3 separate regions of the Mus musculus genome follow, and all the other regions are linked to region 3. The links are chromatin contacts, called in public Hi-C and HiChIP or PLAC-seq maps. All regions are on one chromosome and are shown on one strand. Each heading gives the region's core, a stretch centred on a gene start, on an enhancer-like site or on the middle of the called end of the contact. The rest is flanking DNA. Distances are from core to core; before and after follow the strand shown. Region 1 overlaps Chst8 (carbohydrate sulfotransferase 8). Region 2 overlaps Chst8 (carbohydrate sulfotransferase 8). Region 3 holds the start of Chst8 (carbohydrate sulfotransferase 8).

Region 1 (2,786 bases), core at 175-2,674, 66 kb before region 3:
GTAACTAATGTTGTGGAAAATTACTTTGATATTGCTTTCTTGGTACCGAATCACAATTAGGCTGCTGCGAGTGGTACAGGGAAGGAATAAATGAATAGTAACAAATCAACACAAACAGCTTGTGTCAGGAGCACTTCGCTCAGGGAAAGGAACGTAAGCATTACTTAAAGTTTTATGACTGTGTTTGGTGTGATTTACATAGACCAGCAGGGTTGCCCATCACGTAAGCACGTTGAGCGTGGCTCCCCTGCATCTGCCAATAGAACTTCACAGTGAAGACCCACCCACGCACCTCACCTGGCTCCACCCACCACAGGGGAATGCTCCATGGCAGTCCCTCACCCTACGATCTGAGGGTCTGAGGCTCCAGCGCCTCTCCACCACACTGTACCACTCTACCCCAGAACTCCCAACCATACTCTGGTTCCCACCCGTCTGTAACTCACACATCTGTGCACTTGGACAGCTGTTTCAGAGCAGTGCTAGGTAGAAAGAGGGACAGAAATCCAGTGCCTTTGAAATTAAGGGTTCTGCTCTACCAGCTGGCTGTTGGCATGGCAGGGCATATTCCAAGATCAACAGAGCAGAATCTCACCTGACAATATGACCTATCCTAGAAGGGACCACAGAGGGGCCCTCCTGACCCAGATGGGCACCATACATAAACTTATGCCTTTTCTCCCCGGCCCCTCCCACAGTACAGACATCAGATGGCTGGACCCCTGGCCTGCGTATGCACCACAACCACACACATTAGGGCACCCACCAGAGGCACGATTCCTTCTAGCCGTCTTCAAGCTCCCTTACTGTCTGGTTTCTTTTTGCACAGACTACACATAGTCTCAGGGACCATTTAGTTCCTGTACTGTGATGGTTCTGTCCTGTGGGACCCAGCTGTGCTGACTCAATGTCACTAGCTATTCTGGAGCTCTCAAGAGGCTACAAAGTCCCCAGAGGAGCCAGCTCAGTCACGCACACTCGCTTCCTCAGAAGCTGGGAGAAGCTGGACCCATTTTTGACAGCCGCCAGCTGTAGGGGTTGACCCGGGTGTGCGTCAGCACAGTGGCTTACCCACTGTTTCTGGGGCCTGCAACTGAACTGGCTTCTTACTCACTGTGATGAAAGAGGTAACTCGTCAGCCTCCACACCCCATGCAGGGCTTCTGGCAGCGGCTGCCGGGTTTAGGCAGGATTCTGGGCTTTATGTGCGTTTCTTCCTGTCCTCTTGAGACCTGTGGCCTTCAATCTGGGCTCAAGGCCACTGTATTGAGGTTCAGAGCTCCAGTTTGCAGAAGCAAAACAATGAAGTGGTACAAAGGGGGCGAGGAACTGAGTTGGGGGAGCTGGGGCTAGTGCTAGGGAAAGAGCCCCTGGCTGGAGGAGAGGGGGCATCCATCCCTCCTGTGCTTCAGGCTGCAAACCGGAGTGTCACAGGAAGCCATCCATCTAAACCTCTGGCGTGCACATCTCTTTCATCTTGTTCCTGCTAGCAGTGTGTTCATGCACATGTCCCTCGAGAGGAAGCACACCTCTGAGGGCTCCTCACAATAGATCTCTGCTAGTGCTGTGTCCTGGAAGCCAGGTTTCCTCTTCTTCTAAGCAGATTAACCTCCAGCCTCGGGCTCACGCCTGTGACAGCCAGCTTCATCATATCTGGCACCAAGAGCCCCGGAGACCCCCCTCTTTCCACACCCTATCTGCCCTAAGTGTCCCACATGTTCCTCTCACTGACTACACCCCACATCCCCAGCAGACATTAACTATTCCAATGGGTCAGAGGTACGGAGGAAATGTGTGTGTGTGTGTGTGTGTGTGTGTGTGTGTGTGTGTGTGTGTGTGTGTTAAGAGTGGGTCTGAGCCTCACAAATCCAGCATGTGATTTAATTTCTGTCTCAGGCCAGAGGGACCAAGTTCGAGGGATCCTCAGAACTGGACAGGGAAATTGAGTCAGACTCCAGTCACGAAGTTCAGAAGAAGAAAGGCTCCTCAGATCCCACCAGCATGTCCACCACCCAATAAATAAAGTAATTAATTCATGCAACAGAATTATTTTTTTGAGCTGGGATTTCACTACATAGTCCTGGCTGACCTGGATGTTGACCAGGCTGGTCTCAAACTCAGAGATTCATCTGTATCCGCCTCTGCCTCTCACGTGCTGGGATTAAAGGTGTGCACCACCACACCCAGCTATAAGAAAAGTTTTCAAAAGAAGACATGTTCATCTGGGTCTGGTGGTGCAGCCCTATAAGGCCAGCTACTCAGGAGGATAAGGTAGGGTCATAAGTTCAAGGCCAGACCATGAATCAAAATCAAAGTAATGAAGAATGATCAAGGGGTAAGACCCTGGGTTCAATTCCCAGTGACATTAAAAAAAAAAAAAAGAAAGACGTTATCCACTGGTATTCAGAACAATGTGGAAGATGCCCCGAGAGTTGGCAGAATTTCCTAAGTCTGAGATTCACTGAAGACAACAAACTGGCTGACCAGATGGGCAGCCTCTCCATCGCCCACACCAGGGGCTGCTCAATTGCTATGGAATCCAGAACCACGGCCTTGAAACTGGTGGCCTGACGCCCCCACACTGACACCGACGCCTGCTAGGAGGAAGCCAGGGCCCTTTCTCTGTTTACAAGGGTTACCGTCACCCAGCCCCGGCACACCAGGGCCATCAGGAAGGTCAGCATGCGACCCGCAGTGTTAAGTAGCAACCTCGGGGCTCACCTGGAACTTGCTGGGGGCTGAGCTCTATAGGGTCCTGGAGGCTGATGAAGAGGAGCAGGCCCGCAG
Region 2 (3,057 bases), core at 322-2,821, 120 kb before region 3:
AGCTCAGCTGCTTTGCCTCATAAGAGCAAGGCTCATGGGGCAAAGGGAGTCAGGCTCCTGGGGCGAACATAGAGACTGAAGGGTATTGAGAAAAGGTAGGACTGAAGAGACTGGAAGGGTCTGACAAGCAAGGAGTTTTATGATCCTAAAAGCACCAGACTTTATCTCCCAGGGTTCAAGACCTCATCTCTGGGCTTGTTCTGAACTCAAGGACGACCGTGTGATGAGGACCAGAAGACAGATCAGCAGGATCCACCCTTGAACAGGTGAGAGACCCCAGAGGCTGGCTCAGACGATAGTAAAACCAAGTAGGCAAGGCCAAGATGAACACTTCAGCTTAGGGGTGAGCTCCTGCCTGAGCAGCGAGCTGGGGGAGGAGTCTGACCTCTAAGCTGATTTCCAAAATGTAAATATTTCCACCGCAGCAGATTTCACGCTGTTGCTGTGAACATGGAGCAAGTCCCTCCCTCGGCTGATAAAAGCTGGCTTCAAGTCAGCAGCAGGACCTAGGGGCCTGGCTGGGAGTGGAGAGAGGCAGCTACTGGTTTCTGGCTTGAGTGTTAAGTTGGACTCTGGTTCTTCTGCTGAAAGGGAACAAGTCCCACGAGAGTGATTATGGTATGGCATTGCCAAGTAGAGAGGGCAGGAGAGGAAGGAGAAGGGGAAGGGTGAGGGGGAAGGGGAGGGGGAGGGGGAGGGGGAGGGGAAGGGGAGGATCAGTTGGGGCTGGATAAGCAGCCATACACATCCAGGAGTCCATTTCTTGCTGGTGTTGTGTGTGCATGTGTCTTTGCATGTGTGTGTGTATAGGTGCATGTGTGTGAAAAAACAGCACTTACCAGAGTGGCAGGAGAGCCAGGAAAACAGGATGGAGGCACAGGACCTGGGAGTCATAAATGTGATGATGGACCTGGGTGTGATGTCACATGCCTAACATCCTAGCACTTGGGACATGGGGGCAAGGGCACAGGAATTCAAGGCTAATCTCAGCCATGCAGTGGGCTCCAGGCTGGCTTAGGCTATGTGAGATTCTGTCTAAAACAACCAAACTTAAACAAAACAGGGTGAGTGTAACTGCTTGCAGGACAGAGTACCCTCGGATTGCTCTCCTCCCATCTCAGTGGGAAGGCAGCGAATTTGGTTTAAATGGATGGGCTGGAGAGATGGCTCAGCGGTTAAGAGCACTGTCTTCTCTTCCGGAGGTCCTGAGTTCAAATCTCAGCAACCACATGGTGGCTTACAATCATCTGTAATGGAACCCAATGCACTCTTCTAGTGTGTGTCTCAAGACGGCTGCAGTGTACTCACATAAATAAATTTTTTAAAAAGTAATAAATCTTAAAAAAATAAGTTTCTTCTTTAAAAAAAAAAAGTGGATCACACAGAGAGCCTCATGCTAGCATCGAATGGCTCTGCCCTGTGTTGGCCACTCCAAGGACAAGCGTGTTCACCGCCTCCCTTACTGGCCTTTGGAGGCAGTCAGTGGGGCAGCCTCATTACTGTAGTGGCCTGACCGAAAGATAATGATCTTTCCAGCTTCAGCTGGCCTCTGGATGTGTCGCTCAGGCGGCAGCGTCAATTACTGAGCCGGCCTGTGGCTGTCAGACCTGTCACAGCTGCTCTTCGTGATACCCTGAAGAGCCACAAAAGCGAATCCGTCTTAGCGGATGCTTCTTTGGAGTGGGCATGTCCCTCACACTCTGTCCTGAGTGAGGCAGCCCGCTCCACCCCCTCTCAGAAAAGAGGGTCACCTAAGGCCTGTCTAGGGGTTCAGGGGTGGACACTGATTCTTGGTGGCTGTGTACTGGTGGCCAATGCTGACCTCGATTCTATCCAGAGGGATCCCTGAGTCTCCCAGTCCTGACTCCAGCAGGGTGGGCAGGCAACTACATTAGCTGGGCCCTCCCATCCCATTCAGCACTTGACCACAGGGGCCTCTGTTCCGTGACAGATTGGATTGCAAAGGCAAGGCCAGGAGCTCCCTGGATCATTCCAGGGGGAGGCAGGGAGGCAGGGAGAGCTTGGCGTGGCTTTTCCCTGCTAAGCATCTGAGTAGCTATAGTCCACATTCGGAAAGGAAAGGGAATCTCCCAGGAAGGGCCTTCAAGGTGCAGTCAAGGTACAGCCAAAGTCTGGGGCAAGAGTAACCCAGGAGGCCTCTGGTCTGAAGATCTGTATATAGGAGAGCAGGTAAGACCCCAGAATACAGATGTGAGCAGGTAAGACCCCAGAGTACAGATGTGAACAGTGGGCTTGGGAATGACGCATGTAGACACCACCTAGCCTGTTTTTATAATGGCCAGCCTTACTCTGCCCAGCCCAGATCTTGTATGCAGCCCCTTGGGGTTTCTCCCTGGAGATCTATCTCGTCCAGCGTGTAAGAAGGCTGAGCACACTGGCTTCAGAGCAGCCAAGGCAATGAAGACAGTAAACCTTCCTGGTGGGACTGAGTTCTCCACACACACTGCCCCACAAGCTCCATGCACTGTAGAGTCAAGAAAGCTGACTGTTCCCAGGGCCCTGCCTGTGAGGCTGAGGAAGCGAGGGAGGGGTTTCTAAGGGCTACATACTCAAAGGTCACTCTTGGGGCACCTCAGAAGCAGCCTGATGTGAGTGAGGCCCAAAGGAGATGGGGAAAATGGATTCGGAATGATGTCATGGTGTGGATGGGACATGAGAGGTCAGGAACTCAAGGGGAGAGGAGTGGGGGATGGTAGATTTTGTTGAATAGTGGAGGGCTTAGTGGGTCAGGGGCAAGCATGAGGAGGGTGAGGAGAGCTTCCAACAAATGGTCAGTCAGTCGGGTCCTCTCCACAGTAAATTCTGTCAGGGACGAAGGAGCCAGGGGTGGGGGTGGGGGTGGGAGAAGGGAGAATGATGTTGTGTTAGCCCAAACCTGAAGTGCAGATCTGAACATTGCCTTAGTGTAGAACTCTCTACCTATAGGCAGTCAGGGCTGGGTGCAAATAGTGCCCATTAGCCAGCCTGGGACTGTACGCTTAATTGCATTGTTTGTTTGTTGGGGGGGGGTTAGGGAGGGCTCTTACTCTGTAGCCC
Region 3 (2,798 bases), core at 271-2,770:
TACCCACCCCTGCCATCTGGAGCTACATCCTTGCCCCGAACTGAGTCTCCCACTTGGCCTGCTGCCTGGCTACATCCATAGATACAGAGAGCCCAGAAGCCTGTTCCCCTTAGAACCAATCACGCTTAGGGTCCTGCTGGGAGGCGGCTTAGAGATGCATCTCCGGTGATGCCGAAATGGCTGCAGGACAGACTGTTCCAAGATCCAACCGGTATGTCCGAAATCCAGGGCACAGTTCCCCGACTGTTACAACCCCAGGTGAGGGCCGAAGGGCCCAGAGACAAGATATACAACTAAAGTTAGGGTTTGGAGTACTGCGCGGGAAATAGAGAGAGGTCACTTGATGCCCAAGCGCCACCTCTGACCCTGCCCAAACCAGAGAACGTACATTCTCCTGGCCAGGCCATAGTATGAGCAAAACAGCCCCACGCAGCAGCTGAAGTTGCAACAGCCGCTAGCTAGGGCTGAGCTCGGTCCCGCTGTAAAGCAGATCATTTCACCATCCCCTACCCTCAGCCGCCTGAGGCTCCGACTCCCGCACTCGGGGACACACGCATACACACACCTCCTTGCGATCGCTGACGCACGCACACTCGCCGGGAGCACAAAACAGGCCGGGGCCCTAGAGAGTTGAGGGGTGGAGATGCGCGCGATGGAGCGCGGGGACACCTTGCGTCTCCTGGTAGGGAGCCAAGGTCGCTTGTAACTTCCCCTTTCGCCCTACGCACCCCAACTGGCCTCTAAGTCCCAGTTCCAAGCGCACACCAAAGCCTCGGCGCTCTGGACGCTCCAGCCCGGCCCTCGAGCACTCGTCGCTCAGCGCCCAAAGCAGCTTACACGCACCCAGCATCCAGGGTTAAGAAGAGGAGCGAAGGGTCCTGGAGGCGAGCCCTAGGAGAGAGAGGCAGTTCCCAGGCGCGGAGAAAACCAAGAATCCAAAGTCTAATTAAAGTTCCCACTCACGGGGGCTGGTCCCCAAAGTATCGCCAGACCCAAGCACCGCATGCCCCAACAGCACCTGCAGCTTAGGACTCTGAACCACGTCTAGTGGCGGGGTTTGCGCTCAGAACAGTCCCGGCATCATCCTGGGATTTCCAGGGACAACCCTTCGGGTGAACTATCAACATAGAGAGGGAACAGGGCGCAGCCACTTACCTGGCACAGCCAGCGCTCTCCAGGCCACGGGTTCCTCCAGTCCGGCGGGGTTCTCGGCGGCGGGAGAATCTTCCCTCCGGAGCTCTTGGGAAGCAAGAAGGATCTCCGCCCCAGTTCGGGCCAGGCTGCGTCTTTTTCCCGGTGTAGTCCAAGGTGCGGGGAGTGGGCGATCGGCGTAGAGTCGGCGACCGGAGCGCGCGGGAGAGGTTGCGGCGGCGTGCTCCTATTGGATCTTCTGCACCGGGTGCGTCCCCCTGTCTCTGCCGCCACCGCCCGGTCCTGTCTCTTCCCCGCGGTGCCACCGGATCCGGCTCACGCGCCGGGAAGGCTCCCAGCGAAGTGCGAGCGAAGCCTCCGGCAAGGCTGGAAATAGCGCCGCGCCCGCCCGGCGCCCCGCCCCCAGTCCGGGCCCCGCCCCACGGTGGAAAGAGGCGATCCCGGTGGCAGGGCAGAGATGGGGGAAATCTCTTCCCCGATCGCTCAGCCCTCTCGGGAGCTCACGGGCGCCACGCCCACGCGCGCTCTGCGGCTTCAGCAGCCCCACTGGCCGCGCGCTCTGTGGGAGCTGCCGCTGGGCGCGGTCGGGAGGCAGCGGGGGGGTGGGGCGGTATTGGCGCGGGCTGCGCCCAGCTCGGGGATCCCCGAGTGCTGGACTCTGGTCTGCCGCTTGACTCCACTCCGCAGCTTCTTAGCTGCCACTGCCCCAGTGGCGACACTGAGTAACCCTGCGCTGACCTAGGGAAAAAGAGAAGGCGCTAGCAAGCAGGGTCTTGGACCCAAAGCTGAGCGGCCGCGGGGCTTGCAAAGGAATTGGTGCGCAGAAAAATTCAGGTAGGTTCCCAGACTACAGTACGCGTGGAATTTGGACAAGGCCTGTCTCTTGTTGGCACTCACCACTAAATTTCTGGGTCTCAGTTAACCACAAGTGCCCAGTGAGCCGGATTCTCACTTAAGAACTTCATCCTTAAGCGTCGGTCTGGCACCAGCTTGAGGGCTGAAGCAAGCAACCTCTCCCCTCCCTCCAAACCCAGAATAAATGAGTGGGGAAACCTCCTACCCACAGCCACACAGTACAAGTGTAGAACCGGGACTCGGTTCCAGGGCTGTGGATTCAAATCTTGATTTTTCCAGAGAAGAGAAGCCCCGACCTGCAGGGGGCAATCAGACACTAGAAGGGAAGGCTGGGTGCGCATCTAGCAACCATTCTCAGCGGTGCCAACCAGTAAACAAGCCTGGTCTTGAAGGGACATACAGAATAAAATTAAACAAAACAAAACAAAACAAAACTGAAAAGAAGCTTCCAGTAAAACAGAGCGGTGGCTGTGGCCTCTCCCCTCCCTGAGTGGACTGGTTGGTTGGTTGATTGGTTGGTTGGTTGACCCAGCTCCATCCCAGATGGGTGATGAAGCTAAAGACTGAGGTGGATCTGTGGCCTTTGAGTGACCAGATAAGGGTGTGGCAGCCCTGATAAGGAGCAGAGATACTAACACTAGAGATGTGGAGGGCAAGGGAGCCTCTAACACTAGCAAGCTTGAAAGGCCTGAGTGGTAGTTGGGCTTCTTTAATGACTGCTGTGAACTCAGAGTATCCAAGGATCCTCTTCAGGGCAAGTGAGTTGGCAGTCAAGCATATGGTAGCCTTCC

Evidence for each region. A called contact is a pair of places that touch in the nucleus more often than the background predicts. HiChIP or PLAC-seq counts read pairs in DNA pulled down with a chosen protein or histone mark.
Region 1: a Hi-C map of muscle stem cells shows a contact between it and region 3, with 2.2 times the contacts expected there. The contact joins the enhancer-like site here to the promoter of Chst8 in region 3. A contact is called at or near these places in 2 of 39 promoter capture datasets (the 3T3-L1 cell line and embryonic stem cells), 9 of 484 Hi-C or Micro-C datasets (the AtT-20 cell line, cerebral cortex, granulosa cells and 5 more), 6 of 115 datasets of contacts at active chromatin or transcription factors (embryonic hindbrain, embryonic stem cells, neural progenitor cells and 1 more) and 3 of 9 other capture datasets (adipose tissue, liver and pancreatic islet).
Region 2: an H3K4me3 HiChIP or PLAC-seq map of embryonic stem cells shows a contact between it and region 3, with 3 times the contacts expected there. The contact joins the enhancer-like site here to the promoter of Chst8 in region 3. A contact is called at or near these places in 12 of 39 promoter capture datasets (the 3T3-L1 cell line, cranial neural crest, embryonic stem cells and 7 more), 5 of 484 Hi-C or Micro-C datasets (Th1 cells, cerebral cortex, cortical glia and 2 more), 9 of 115 datasets of contacts at active chromatin or transcription factors (differentiating embryonic stem cells, embryonic forebrain, embryonic hindbrain and 5 more) and 1 of 9 other capture datasets (adipose tissue).

What each region holds. Positions count from the first base shown.
Region 1 is chr7:34,745,342-34,748,127 of GRCm38.p6, forward strand. Chst8 (carbohydrate sulfotransferase 8) reads right to left here. Exons shown (of 4, transcript NM_175140.4): 2 at 2,721-2,786. Among named protein-coding and RNA genes, the nearest start is that of Gm38987, 66 kb to the right of the region's middle. Within about 2 kb of position 1,425, at least 44 of the 459 cell types and tissues checked have an H3K27ac peak or open chromatin away from gene starts, as enhancers often do. A contact at or near this core is called in muscle stem cells and olfactory sensory neurons, where this site is marked.
Region 2 is chr7:34,688,785-34,691,841 of GRCm38.p6, forward strand. All of the region lies in intron 2 of Chst8 (carbohydrate sulfotransferase 8), which reads right to left. Among named protein-coding and RNA genes, the nearest start is that of Gm12781, 30 kb to the left of the region's middle. Within about 2 kb of position 1,572, at least 14 of the 459 cell types and tissues checked have an H3K27ac peak or open chromatin away from gene starts, as enhancers often do.
Region 3 is chr7:34,811,191-34,813,988 of GRCm38.p6, forward strand. It overlaps Chst8 (carbohydrate sulfotransferase 8), which reads right to left and starts at 1,521. Exons shown (of 4, transcript NM_175140.4): 1 at 1,156-1,521. Gm38987 (a long non-coding RNA gene) reads left to right here and starts at 1,518. Exons shown (of 3, transcript XR_881950.3): 1 at 1,518-1,986.